Linked DNA regions of Zea mays: regions 1 and 3 are each linked to region 2. Evidence: chromatin contacts called from public Hi-C data. All regions are on one chromosome and are shown on one strand. Each heading gives the region's core, a stretch centred on a gene start, on an enhancer-like site or on the middle of the called end of the contact. The rest is flanking DNA. Distances are from core to core; before and after follow the strand shown.

Evidence for each region. Hi-C and Micro-C count contacts between places; a contact is called where the count stands out from the background.
Region 1: a Hi-C map of ear shows a contact between it and region 2, with 3 times the contacts expected there. The contact joins the promoter of LOC100276718 here to the promoter of LOC100193691 in region 2. A contact is called at or near these places in 2 of 25 Hi-C or Micro-C datasets (ear and tassel).
Region 3: a Hi-C map of tassel shows a contact between it and region 2, with 3 times the contacts expected there. The contact joins the promoter of LOC103635797 here to the promoter of LOC100193691 in region 2. A contact is called at or near these places in 2 of 25 Hi-C or Micro-C datasets (ear and tassel).

What each region holds. Positions count from the first base shown.
Region 1 is chr8:121,582,354-121,586,851 of Zm-B73-REFERENCE-NAM-5.0, forward strand. It overlaps LOC100276718 (EPIDERMAL PATTERNING FACTOR-like protein 6), which reads right to left and starts at 2,314. Exons shown (of 3, transcript NM_001150440.1): 1 at 1,912-2,314; 2 at 1,729-1,790; 3 at 971-1,523. The coding sequence starts at 2,071. The coding sequence ends at 1,293.
Region 2 is chr8:122,495,248-122,499,788 of Zm-B73-REFERENCE-NAM-5.0, forward strand. LOC100193691 (DUF1692 domain, endoplasmic reticulum vescicle transporter protein) reads left to right here and starts at 3,151. Exons shown (of 13, transcript NM_001138783.1): 1 at 3,151-3,538. The coding sequence starts at 3,397.
Region 3 is chr8:121,776,093-121,780,431 of Zm-B73-REFERENCE-NAM-5.0, forward strand. LOC103635797 (probable WRKY transcription factor 38) reads right to left here and starts at 2,455. Exons shown (of 3, transcript XM_008658176.4): 1 at 1,854-2,455; 2 at 1,656-1,766; 3 at 865-1,521. The coding sequence starts at 2,176. The coding sequence ends at 1,002.

The sequences.
Region 1 (4,498 bases), core at 1,064-3,563, 910 kb before region 2:
GACCCTAAAACTGCGGGAGATAGTCTCATTGGTAGTGGCGAGAACGCCACCCATTCCAGCGCACAGAAAAACTCGAGAAATGAGATGGATGTCTTAGATGTAAAATGTGACTAGAACTTGAGAAATGAGATGGATGTATCGGATTTGAAATGTGACTATATGAGCATCGTACTCATGTGAGCACCGAATATGTTTCCGTAAAAGATAAGAGTCCGACGACGATTAAGGAAGGCAATGGGTACGAATGTGGGCAAATAATCGTGAGTAATTACCCATTAATATGGTCGAATTTCTTATTCACGGGTACAAGTATGGGTATAATGTGGTATCCACATATAAGTTTTTCACGAGTATGGATATACACCATCCATGCTGGTTACTCATTGGGTATGTGACTAGAGATGGCAACGGGTGAAGATCCATCGAGTTTTGCTGTCTGAGACCCGACTTCGTTAGACTAAAAACTCCCCGCTCCAAAACCCTTACGCATGCATGGTTAATTCCACACTTAGTTTAGGGAAAATGGTGAGCGCCAAGCGGTAACGTCCAGCCTTCCGTCTTCCATCTTCCAGGTGTGGGCGTGCCATGTGCCTACGCACGATTTGGTCACTTGGACTGTGGACTAACGAATAGTCGTATCGCAGAAGTTTGGAGCCTTGGATTTGCTTTACCGTTTTGGCTGGTTGTCTGCCTACTGCTGCCATGTGTCCCAAGACCTATGTAGTGTGCAGTTGTAACCAGGAGCCATAAGCCCAAGACAAATCATTGAGCTAGGCTAAAAATTTAGAGAATTGTTGACTATATTCCAGGTTTTTGTATACCCATAGGTACACATGTACGAGTTTAACGAGTACGTACACGTACCCGTTCTACCCGTTGAGTCCTCTTTTTCTCCCATTAAAAGACTCGCAGGTATATAATTGTGATCAAACATGTCCCCTAATGGAGTAATTACCTGCGGGATAATAGGTAACGAGTCTCTGTTGCCATCTTTATATATGACACGTGGGCTACTCACACTGCCACGTAGACACCTGTTCCCCTTTCCTATTGCGATCTAGATGTACACTATCCTATTCAACCGTAACCCTACGACTAAGGCCCCGTGCGGCCGTAGTCGCCTAGCGCTGCCTCTAGCGAGCCCCATCGCGCCCCCATTTCTAGTGCGCGTTGTCGTGCTGCCATCTCCATCGAGCGTCGTCGCGCTATCATCTCCAAGCTCTAGCGCATGTGGAGCTGGTCCCGGCCAACGATCTCCACACCTACTTGGATCGATCTCCGGCCGGCCTCCGTCACGGCATGTAGAGCTGGTCCCGGCACCTGCACCGCCACGCCTCCGGGTAGTACTCCGACTCCGGGGTGACCAAGTCCAGAACCCCCCGCGGCACGGGCAGGGGCACGGACACCGGGTAGCAAGGGTCGCAGCGTCCGCATTTGGAGGCGCACCGTGGCGGGTGCGACCCCAAGCCGCCTCCCGCGAGCCGCCGGCGTCGTCGTCGTGCGATGTAGAACAGCTCCTGCAACTGCCAAATCCATATCCATCATCAGTGACCGAGCCAAGTCTGAGGAGGCGGGGGCGGGGGGAGGGTGGATTAATTCGGCGAGCAGCGAAGCCCTGGCGTCAACCGCAAGCAAGAGGTGGTCACCGAAGCCGAGCGCAGACACTAGAATGTGTTTTCGTTAGCGAATATATATATATGAAACGAGCTAGACGAGGAATGAACGCACCCCATGAGTCGCCGCCGCCTGATCGCCGGGATGATGGGCTCCTGCTGCCGCTGCCATGGTCCCTGTGTATGGAACTGAAAGTGATCACCACCAGAGTAGAGTAGCAGTACAACGTTGCGCTATGTTTATTTTACGCGCCAGCAGGAGACTGAACAACGCAGCTAGCTCAGCTTACTACACTACCTGAAGCGAGGGCGCCGCCACCCAGTGTCCCCGGGAGACGGCTGCTGCTGGCGACGAAGCAGAGGGGGACGACGAGCGCGACCACCGCCGCGACGCCGAGCGTCCGCGCGGACCCGGAGCTCCTCTTCCACCGCTTGGCCCACCACCTCGGCCTCCCCATGAGCAACCCGATCGATGAACCACTCACTACCCACTGTCCGTATAGCGGCCGACGACCGTGCCGCCGGGCGGAAGGAGACGGCTCTAGCTGCTGAGGGCGTCCACCACAGGACGACCTCGGAGGTAGCTTAATTAGCTCGCTTTGGCTAGCTTGGATCAGGGCTCGCTTCTGCTTGCCTTGGCCGGTGTCGTCGTCTCCCCCGCACGCACTGTAGCCGCGTCACATCGGCCTCGCTCGCACTCCAGCTCCCCCGGCGCAACGCAACTGAGATATAATAGCAGAGCAGCGTGCAGCCAGCACGGGTGTTTGGTAGCCTGAAACGGCTCCGGCTCATTAATTCAGCCGGAGCCCGGAGACCTAATATCACGGCCAGCTTTGCGTGCGCTCCGCAGAACGTGGGCGCACTGCCCGTACCCGTACCCGTATTATTACACCTGTAACACTAACAGTAATACCGCACTTGCTCACATTTCACCTGTAATACCTGCGACCGTCTGGGATTATATGCCAAACACATCTCACAGTTCACACAGGGTGTGCATGCATGGAGAGCCAGCAATAATGGATGCTGCAGACTGCAGTAGGTCCTCTGTCACTTTCCTGCAGGCCATGCTAATGCTGGTCTAGTCGAGCTAGCTCTCGTCGCGGCGCTCATGGGCTCATGGCCGGGTTCTCGTCGTCACGCAGGGCCCTGTTTATTGTGCAGATGTTACTGTTAGATATTTAGTTGTTGATTTTTAGCAACAATTTAGTCCAAAAATAGATATAAAATCGTGACCTATAAACATGTACAAAAATACTAACTAACAAAAATATTCTAAAAAATGGATGCGTGGGGCACGTGTGTAGGGATGAAAACGATCGAAAAAACAACTAAATTGTTTTTGTTTTCATATTTTTTGGTCGGGACGAAAACGAAAACGAAAACCAACGGTCGAAATACGGGATCAGAATTGTTGGTTATTCGAAAACGATAAACTATAGTCGGAAAGATAATTATTTTGTAGTTTTAACAAAAACATAATAAAGTGATGTATTGTCTAAATTTTAAGATTTAGAAATACACAAACAACTCTTTTTCATCATTCATAATAGTTGGAGTAATTATAACATTTGTTTTTCGCTTATTCATTCACTTGAACACAACAAAAGTTTATAACTTAAATAAATTATATGCTAGATCTATCTCATATTATATAAAACGGTATTAGCACGACTCGGAAACGAAAAATACGAAAACGATCGAAAAACTAGCTAAATCGTTTTCGTACCGTTTCTAATCAGTTCCCGAACAATTCAAAAACGATCATGGAAAAACAGTATTCGAAACGGGACGAATTCCCGTCCCGTTTTCACCCTGCACGTGTGGTCGCTAAGCTAAGCAGCTAGCGGTAAATGGTGAGGAAAAGGAAAAGTTTTGATTCTCTCCTGCCAATTCTAAAAAAAAAAGAAAAACTTTGACGGCAGTAAGACACTATATAACTGGCGGGCCGCACCGATATGGTAGTATGGTACAGTTCGTACGGATGAATGCGTTTAATTTTTTCTTCTCCATCTGGGATGGATGAATGAAGGGAAAGATTCAGCGAGATGCCCCAACAAGCAGACACTTGGCACGCATGCAGTCGAAGGATGCCGATGCCCATCGCATCATGTACGAGATCATCGGCTAATCACTACCGGAATCAATAGCTTCGTCGAGTGCTCATGGATCGATCAAAGTTTTCGAGCCGAACATGCATCTGCTAATCTACCTGACTCTGACTACTAATGACTAGATAGCCGTGCATGGATGGGTTGCGTGGCAGCCGAATACGATCAACGGCCATGCACGCACGCAACGCAAACTCCATGGGCTAGCTAGCTGATCGACCCGCTAGCCGCTAGCTCCAACTGAATGAAGAGGACCAGCCAGCACAGCAGGGCCTCCCCCGGATGCGTGCCGTCGTCCCCATCGTCCTGTCCCTTCACCGGCCATGCACTGCGGCCTGTACACGTACGTACGTATGATGTATGCAGTCTGCGCGCTATACGCTGATGCACGCAAGTATGCTTTATAGGGGCTGGCATCGACAGATCGACTCGTAGTCGTTGTCGTCCTCGCCGCGTCTAAACCCTTAGGCTATCTGCAGCGCTCGACGCTACCGCTCCCCTCCCCTTGCATGTCGGCTGTAAAAGGCACCCTACGGCCACAGCGGTGCCCCCTACAGCGCCCTCTACGCGTCGGTCCTCTTCTCTCTCCCCCTAGATCTAGCGTGTCACTGTTCATCACCCTAAACACTATACTTTGGGTCCACGAGTAATTGTTAGTAGATAAAAAAATGATAGTTGGTATAGAAAATGATATTTTATAGTGGTAGTGGGGTATAAGGGAAGTATTTAGGGGGAACCGCTGCGGGAGATGAAAAAATAGGGGGAAATAGGGGG
Region 2 (4,541 bases), core at 1,901-4,400:
GGGCTGGACAAAATACTCGTGGCTCGTGAGCTCGCTCGACTCGTGGTCAGCTCGGCTCGGCTCGTTTCAATTTTATCACGAGCTGAGCTAACATCTCAGCTCGGTTCGTTAACGAGCCAGCTCGACACGAGCTCGAGCCAGCTCGTTAGCTCAAATGAGCTAGCATTTATCTATAAAACAAAGCATATACTTGTATTGGATGAATTAATAAGTGACGAACTATGTTTGTTTAGGGTTTAAATGATGTGATATATAAAATTATGAGTATTGTTAGTCTTTTCTAGTGTTAAATTAGTATAAAATTAACTAGCAATTGATTATATTGTTGTATATATACATGTATACTATTTTTTGTTGTGGCTCGCGAGCTAAACGAGCCAACTCGAGCTCGCAAACGAGCCGAGCCGAGCTGGTTCTCTGGCTCGGTTCCTTAACGAGTCGAGCCGAGCCAGCTCGTTTTCTTAACGAGCCAGCTCGAGCTCGGTCGAGCCGAGCCGAGCTGGCTCGATATCCACCCCTACTTGCTCATTTGCCAGCATGGCGACACGATGGCGTTGGTGCGATTAGGCTGCCCGCACTGGCGTACTGGAAACACGACTGGAAAGGATGCCGTATGATATAGAGTTCGAATTTAGGTGCAGCGGTTCACTGGAAAGACGACGCTAAAATACAGTTGGCTAGCAACGACCCTATATACAGCGTTCGCGTCCGTGGAACTGCACAGGAGACAGGCGGGACCACGGGTGGGGCCTGACGCAACGTTGTGAGAGGCTGGTTTGGAGGGAGTTGAAAAATAAATAATAGAATATGTTATAGTTGGTATAGAGTAGATATTTAGGGTAAATATGAATGCAGAGTATTACAGGATAGAGTAGAGAATCTCGATGATCAGGACGAAATATTCCTTTTAGAGTAGAAATTTAGGGTTCCATGAGTGCCTTAGGATCAGCAGCGTCACGTACGATGCTAGCGTCCAGTGCATGCACGAAACTCAACTGTAAAAGAAGCGTACACGTTGAGGCGGCTGTAGAGCAGTCAGATCAGAGGGGGGCCCTGTCCTCCCCATGACCCCATGTCCCCATGTGACACGCACGACGCTCGCTCTCAAGCTCCACGACGAGCAGCGCATGCTCCGTACGAGTCCAACAGTCCAACTCGAAGCAACCTTCAGCCCCATCACAACTCACACGGCATAGTACCGCGATCCTGGGCTTCACTAGGGAAAAAAATTTGGTGCAGCACTGCTGCTAACTAGAGTGTTTGTAGCCCCTCACAAAAATAAGGATAGATCCCACCCGCAGCAACAATAATACAACTAAAACGTTATCTGCTGGACCTGCAGGTGGAGTCTATCCTCCTTTTTGTGAAGGGCTACAAACCACTCTAGTTTGTAGCAGTGCTACACCAAATTTTTTTCCTCACTGGGGCTCCTTCCCTTCCTAGCCTACTCCACTGCAACTGCAAACCTACCTCTCCACAATTCACAATCACCTGGCAGCTGGCATCATTGGTCTAGTGGTTCCATTGCCTGGCCGCACGCACGCGTCCCAGCCATGAGATCCGTCATCGTAGCTGTTGCACTCCCATCGTCAACGCCCATAACCTAATTAGAGCTTGTTCAATTAAATATAAATTGAGGGGAGGAGGAGATTTAATCTACCCCAATCCCTCTTAATCAACTTTTAAGAGCATCTCCAACAATGTCTCAAACTAGTGCCTTAAATTGAAATATGATGCTCTACATAGGAAAAACTACTCCAACAGTGTCTTATTTCATAAATTTTTGTCAAAAAACTATAGGTCATCCTCTCAAGTGACTCAAATATACTACACCGTAGTGGGCTGCCCTATAATCTAGATTTGGGGCTTTACTGTTGGAGCGAGGTGTTTTGTTGGTGCCCTAAATTCTATAAAATATACTTATTTTCAAATTATAGGGCATTTTTATAGGTCACGTTGTTAGAGATGCTCTAACCAAACAAACCCCGCTCTGCTCTTGACACACACGAATTTGGCCTCCTTTTGCGACGCCCGCCTCTTGAATGTCGGTTCTAGAGATGGCAATGGGTACCCAAAACCCGAATACCCGACGAGTTTTACCCGATATGAAAGCGGGTACGGAATGACTTCTCTACCCGTGGGTATGTTAATGGGTAAAAACCTCTACCCGTTGGGTAGACGGGTACGTGTATGGGTTGGTACTACCCATACCCGTCTACCCCGTGGGTAAAATATACCCGCATCAATAGCACTATAAACATCTAATAGAGTCTAACTTAGCTAGAATAAAACTCTTCTCTAATTATCATTTGTCTAGATACTAAGTTATGTAATCATATAATTTGTTATATGTGAAATTGAAGTTGTTTTTATATGTTTCTTTAATATTTTGAGTGATTGGTATATTGGAATTTAATTCTTTCCTAGCGGGTACGGGTTACCCGACGGGTAAAAATACCCGCGCGGGTACGAGTATGGGTAAGATTTTATACCCACGAATATATATGGGTAACTCGACGGGTAGAATTTTTTTTATAGGTACGAGTATGGAATAGTACTACCCGACAGGTATGTACCCGTTGCCATCCCTAATCGGTTCCCTCATCCTTCATTCCCGCGCTCTCTTCCATTTGCTTTACCGACACCGGCATCCTGACATTATTCTATTCTTGAAACTCCGCTTGTTTTCAAGCCGCCGCGTTAGGGAGAAAATGATGCAAAAAACTACACAAAATTATATGCATTTTCAGTTTTTTTTTTCTGTAGGGAGAAAATGATAAAAAACTACACAAAATTTTATTCTTATACGATATAATATTTTTAATAACATGATTAAAGATTAGCACTAAATTATACACCTATTTATATTAAAATATTATATTTGTTATATAACTCATGTTTTAGTAAGATCCGCGCACGACTGAGAAAACGTCATCGACAAACAGGAATCCCGTGCACTAGCGGAGCTGTTACTCTGTTAGGTTGGTCCCTCCATAAACCTGCCTCCCAACGAACCGGACCTGCCACGTAGGCGGGCTCCAACGCATTCCCGCTGCAACTGGCCAACCACGTCGCGCCGCGTGGCGCGCGTGCGTGGAATTTGACCTAATAAATCCAACCATTACCGCGTCCACGCTATATGACGACCGCGTCCTCGTCTAATCAATCTCCGCCTCCCTGCCTCCATACCCTGACCGGACCCCGATCCCGCCGGCGTCTCGCGGAATCGCGGCGGTCAAAGCCTATACGCCACCCCACCTCACGTCGCGCCGCATCGCCGCGGTTTCCGCGTGCTAGTGCTCTCGGGAGCTCGGATCAGAGGGGCGGGCTAGGGTTCGCCAATCGCCAGCGTGGGTACTGCCGTCGGGCGCCGGCGGCCGAGTAGTACGAGGAGAGATGGACGCGTTCCTGCACAGGCTCAAGCGGCTGGACGCGTACCCCAAGGTGAACGAAGATTTCTACAAGCGGACGCTCTCCGGAGGCATCGTCACGCTCGTCGCCGCCGTCGTTATGCTGCTCCTCTTCATCTCCGAGACCAGTAAGTGACTCTCCGGCGGCCGGCAGTTGTCTGATTTGATTTTTTTCCTTTTCCTACTTTGCGGCCTTGTTGGCCCGGCATGGTTGTAGAATTCGAGATGTAAGCTCTTCAAAAAAGAAGCAAAGAAAAGACTGAATTTTCTGAGCTCCTCTTGGGGACTCATTGTTGCTGCATGCTGTGATTATGTGGAGAGAAAAAAAGAGATAAATTTCGATAAGCTACTGTGCGTTTGCATGGTACCGTCTAGATTAATGCAGCAGACTTCTGGGCTTAAGCTCTGGTGCTGTTGACGGTGTATGGAGGGAAGGGATCTGTGTTTTGTTATGTTATGCCGAAATTAGTGTTGAGCATGGACGCGAATCCTAATAATGCATAACGTGGACGGCTATTTATACGCTCTATTTGGGAGTGAGACTCCCAGATGCTGGAATATTTCAAAAAAAGGCTGGATTTTCAGTTGCTTTCGGTTCCTTCAGTTGTCCCAATTTGGTGGGGACAATACTCTTTATCCGGTAGACACCTGGATTTAAGTACTGACGTCTCCTTTTGATCTGTTTGAGTTTTATATTTCTTTTCATGTTACAATCACGTGTGCAAACAATTACATACTGAGGATTAGCTCTACTTTGCTCTTAGGGGATGTTTGAATGCACTAGAGTGAATAGTTAGCGGCTAAAATTAGGTAGAAACATAAACACTAGCTAATAGTTCAGCTATTAGCTATTTTTTAGTAAATTAGTTAATAGTTAGCTAGCTATTTGTTAGCTAGCTAATTCAACTAGCAATTTTTTAGCTAACTAACTATTAGCTCTAGTGCATTCAAACACCTCCTTATTAATTGTGTGTCAGTATTGAGTAAACTCTACTTGAGGGAAAGCTTCTACTTTTAGTCAGGAAATTTGGACTGACACGAACTTATATCACCTTTTCTGGAACCTGCTGTGCTAGTACCTGAGTTACATTTTGGGTAAAAATTCTTTTTGTCAAGTGTTTCCTTCAGAGT
Region 3 (4,339 bases), core at 1,205-3,704, 720 kb before region 2:
ACTATGGTATATTTTACACTAGTCCAATTCAACACATGTTAATATTCAGTTGTAGTGTAAGAGAATAGAAGATTACAGTTGCGTGCAAACCAAAGTTTTTTTTACCCAAAAACATCATGGTATTTGTAAAACCATGGTTTAAAATAGAAAGTTTTTAGATATTTTTCTAAACATATTTTTATCTAAAATACTATAATATGCTTAAATACCACAATATTGTCTTGGGATGAAAAAAATATTGTGGTACTAAACAGAACCTAAATTGTAAAAGTTGCGACACCGGATGGATTGAAGTTAAAGGGCTAGGATCGCATATGTGTATACGTACCTCCATGTGCACATAATAAGCTGCCTAATAAGTTTGCTTCTTCAATATTTTTAAGAATCATGATGAGTTGAGGACCGAAAAAAACTCACCTACAAACATAATTACTCCGTACTAACACACATTGTACACTTAGGGTGCGTTTGGTTGCGGATAGGGGTGGTAACGGGCCATTTAATTTAACATAGCAAATTTAAGGATCGGGTCAAGTTAGAGCCGGATCATAAAACAATACAATTTTGAACTAACAAAATTAAGAGCCTTGTTGGTTTGTGAAGGAAGTATTAGGGTCATGATTCATTATCATCCCTAGTTGCTGGACAGCCAGGACAAGGAAATCTCTGGCGTCCTCTCTGGTGTCTCCAATTTTGAGAGATAACTGTGGATAACACTAGGATAGTTTTGTTCCAACCCTTGACACTGAACCAAACAACCTTATTTAAGGGGTCGTACCAAGCCCGTCCTATCATTGCAATCAAACGCATCCTTAAAGTTAACTAAGGGCGTGTATAATCCAAAGTGAACGTCTAAACAATAAATACAGTCAAAATATAATATATATATATATAGAAATTGAGTAGAGACGAACTCTCGAACTCTTGACGAAGAATCTGTCTCTTCTAGAGACCGCTCAAAAAAACTCCTTATTTAATTAGATTAATAGATTGTACAGGCTCTAAAGCAGATCACTGTAATCGAAGTAGTATCTGTCGAAACCGTCAACGTCGAGTGAGCTGTCGCCTTCGCCCAACTCCCAGTCCAAGCACCCGTCCCACTCCGGCGAGGTCATCCTACCCATGAGCTCTGCTGTCACCGTCGTTGACTGCTCGGCGACGAACTCAGCCACGTCGCACGCGCCAGCCCGCAACTCCTCCTCCGGCGGTGAACTGCACAGATCAGCTGATGTGCGCGGCGGCGGCGTTTGCAATTCCACCGGGCCCGGGCCGTCGTCGTCGCAAGACGGCCAAGGCGAACCGTATTGCGGCAGCTGCAGGCCGTCGTCACAGGCAGCGGCGCTCAAGCCGAAGTCGATGACGAATGGCGCTGGCGCCTCGACGGCGTCGTCGCGGCAGCAGCAGGTGTGCTCGCCGAAGTAGGTGATGAGGTAGGCCGCGCAGGGGTCGGTGTCCGACCGCTGCACCTGCCTCCGGGCCTCGCAGCCGCGGTCGTCCTTGTAGGTGCAGCGGAAGTAGAGCCTGGATGGTTGGTCACGTTTGTGAATTGTGATCCAGCAGTAGAGAGTAGACTGATCGACGAACGACGATCCATGAATATAATGCGAGCCGTCTTGGTTGATTCGGATGTTGGTTCAGAGTTCAGACAGACAGACCTGGGGTAGTTGCTGCCGTGGATGTCCTTCTGGCCGTACTTCCTCCAGATGAAGCCGTCCTCCATTGTTTCTTTCTTCTCCGCTCGTGTCCCCCGCTCTCCACGGCTCATCCTGCAGATTCAGTAGTAGATGATTATACGTTGTATACTTAAGCTGGTAACTAGCTCAAAAGGAGCTATGCTGCATAGTAGTAATTACCTCATCCTCTTGGATCCCGTCGCAGCAGGAGAAGGAGGAGGAGGAGCCAGGCCGCCCTGCCGCTCTGCTGGCTGCTTGCGGCGCTTCCTGGCCGAACTGCTGCAGGCAGCCTCCTCCGTTGCCGCGCCTCTGAGCAAGGCCGCCAGAGCTCGGTCGCAGCAGCGGAGGACCTGCTCGGCCAGATCCCGGAGACCATCATGGGGCGTCGCCGCCGCAGGAAGCTGGCCGAGCATGGCCTTGAGAACGGCAGCCGACTCCCTCCCCTTGGCCACCAGCTCGGTTGCCGCACAAGCCGGCGGCATACTTGCCATCGCCATCGTCATCCTTCTCCCTACCCCTGACTTTCTGGCCGTGCTTATTGAGGATGCCCTTGCCTAGCCTGGCCGGCCGCCGGTCGATCACTTTTTGTCTTTGTGCCGGTTTCGGTTCGGGCGTGGTGTGCTGGGGAAAAGAGCTCCGGGAGCTAGATTTATATAGAGAGGCACACCAGAGTCCAGTCCACCACTGAGCTTTAGCTTGGAGCTAGAGCTTGCTTGCCATTGCCCAAGCGGAGGCAGACTGCTGGACTGCACTGGAATCTTACATATTTGAGCACGTGTCACATTCGCTATTCATGTGCTGTGCTGCACTGCACTACTGCTGCTGCTGTTTGTCGCCTGAGCTCATCATTGACGTCAATCCCACCGTCTATTTTCTTAAACTCTATATTCTATACAATTATACATCATATCTACAATATTAGAACAATAATAATATTTTTCACACTCCCTTATTCATTCATACTGAAGAACTCAGTCTTATTAGACCTTAACAGCAACGTTTGACATGATTAGGCAGGCCTGTGCAGCGCGGAGGGGGGCTGATCAGGCATCCAAACAAACTGCCACTTGCATCATTGTCAACTGATGGCGATCCGTGATCGACTGGCTAGAACCTTCGTTCATAGATGTAGGGTGACTTAAAAATTAGCTCTCAGACTTCAAAAAAAAAAATCGGTCTTGCGTGGAGCTAGCGAGCCGATCGGAACACTAATATACTACTACTATTATATATGCAGTCCATCTCGCAGGTGTGAACGATGGCTCCAGCTGGTGTGCACATGCGTTAGGTTTGATCGATTTGAACTGACCTTACGCGTGAGAATATAGAACAAGAGAGACTAAAACATGCAGGTTCCCAACATGAACCCGTATCATATGAACCTATCCTTATTAGTTCCTAGCCAGTTGTCCATGTTTTGCTACGATTTTTATATATCACATAAATAGGTATTAAGATATTTATTTAAATACAATTATTGTTTATTTCTAAACACTATGGTACGTGTGGTCTAGTGGTTAGAACCAAATTTCCAGACCTAGGGATGTGGGTTTGAGTGCTTGCATTTTTTTTGCGTGGTGTGGTAGTTGCGTCGGTGAGTCGAGTGCTGAGCAGGCGCAGTAGCTGGTTGTGTGGGCGCTGGGATCCACATGATAGTACCTGAGAGAGGGGCGGGAGAACCAGTCAGAGAGCGTGGGGCGAGAGACGGAAGAACTAAACGGGGCGCGTGGGCCGAGCCCAGAGTGTCAGCGTGGAGGGTGAAGCTATGGTAGCACCAAGTGCTCATATTATGTTATTAATAGAGCAGTATATATAAATAGGTATTGAGATATTTATTCAAATTTAATTATTGTTTATTTATAAACACTAAGGTATGTGTGGTCTGATGGTTACCTTAAATGTTTGGAGCAAGTGGGTGTGGGTTTGAGTGCTCGCTTTGCACTATTTTTTGCACGGTGTGATAGCACGGAGGGTGAAGCTGTGGTATCACCGGTGCCCATATTGGGTGTGGATTCGAGTGCTCGTTTTGCACTATTTTTGCATGGTGTGGTAGCACAGAGGCTGAAACCGTGGTATCACTAGGTGCCCATATTGGGTTTTTAATAGATTAGGATACATATAGATATAGATTTGAATGTATCTCTACCAGTTTTAGTTTCCTAGTTACTTCGTAAAATTTGATTAGCATGTGAATCAAACAGGGTAATGGGCTCTAAATTTTACGCTATAAAATTTGATTAGCATGTGAATCAAACAGGGTAATGGGCTCTAAATTTTACGCTATAAAAAGTTAAGGATCAGATAACATCAAGATTCGGCTCTACTTCTATCCATTGTTAACTAAAATTAATTAAAGGCTTAAATAAACTATAAAGAAACATTCAGATCGTGATCCATTACCATCCTTCTTTCCGTTTCCGTTCAAAATCGGAAGAGTGAATAATTTTATGGCATATGCACCCCCTAGTTTTTCAGCCTTTTATGTTTCCTCCAGGTCAGATAAAACGTTGTCAAACTAGCAGCAGAGCCAGACAACGGAGTAGTTGTCCAGCCGCCACAGCCCACAGAGCGATGGCAACCGGCGGCCATAATAAACCCAGATTACTCGCAAGCGCTCTAGTGCTCTACAATTACACAAGCCCGAAACCTATAAGAACACGTATGGC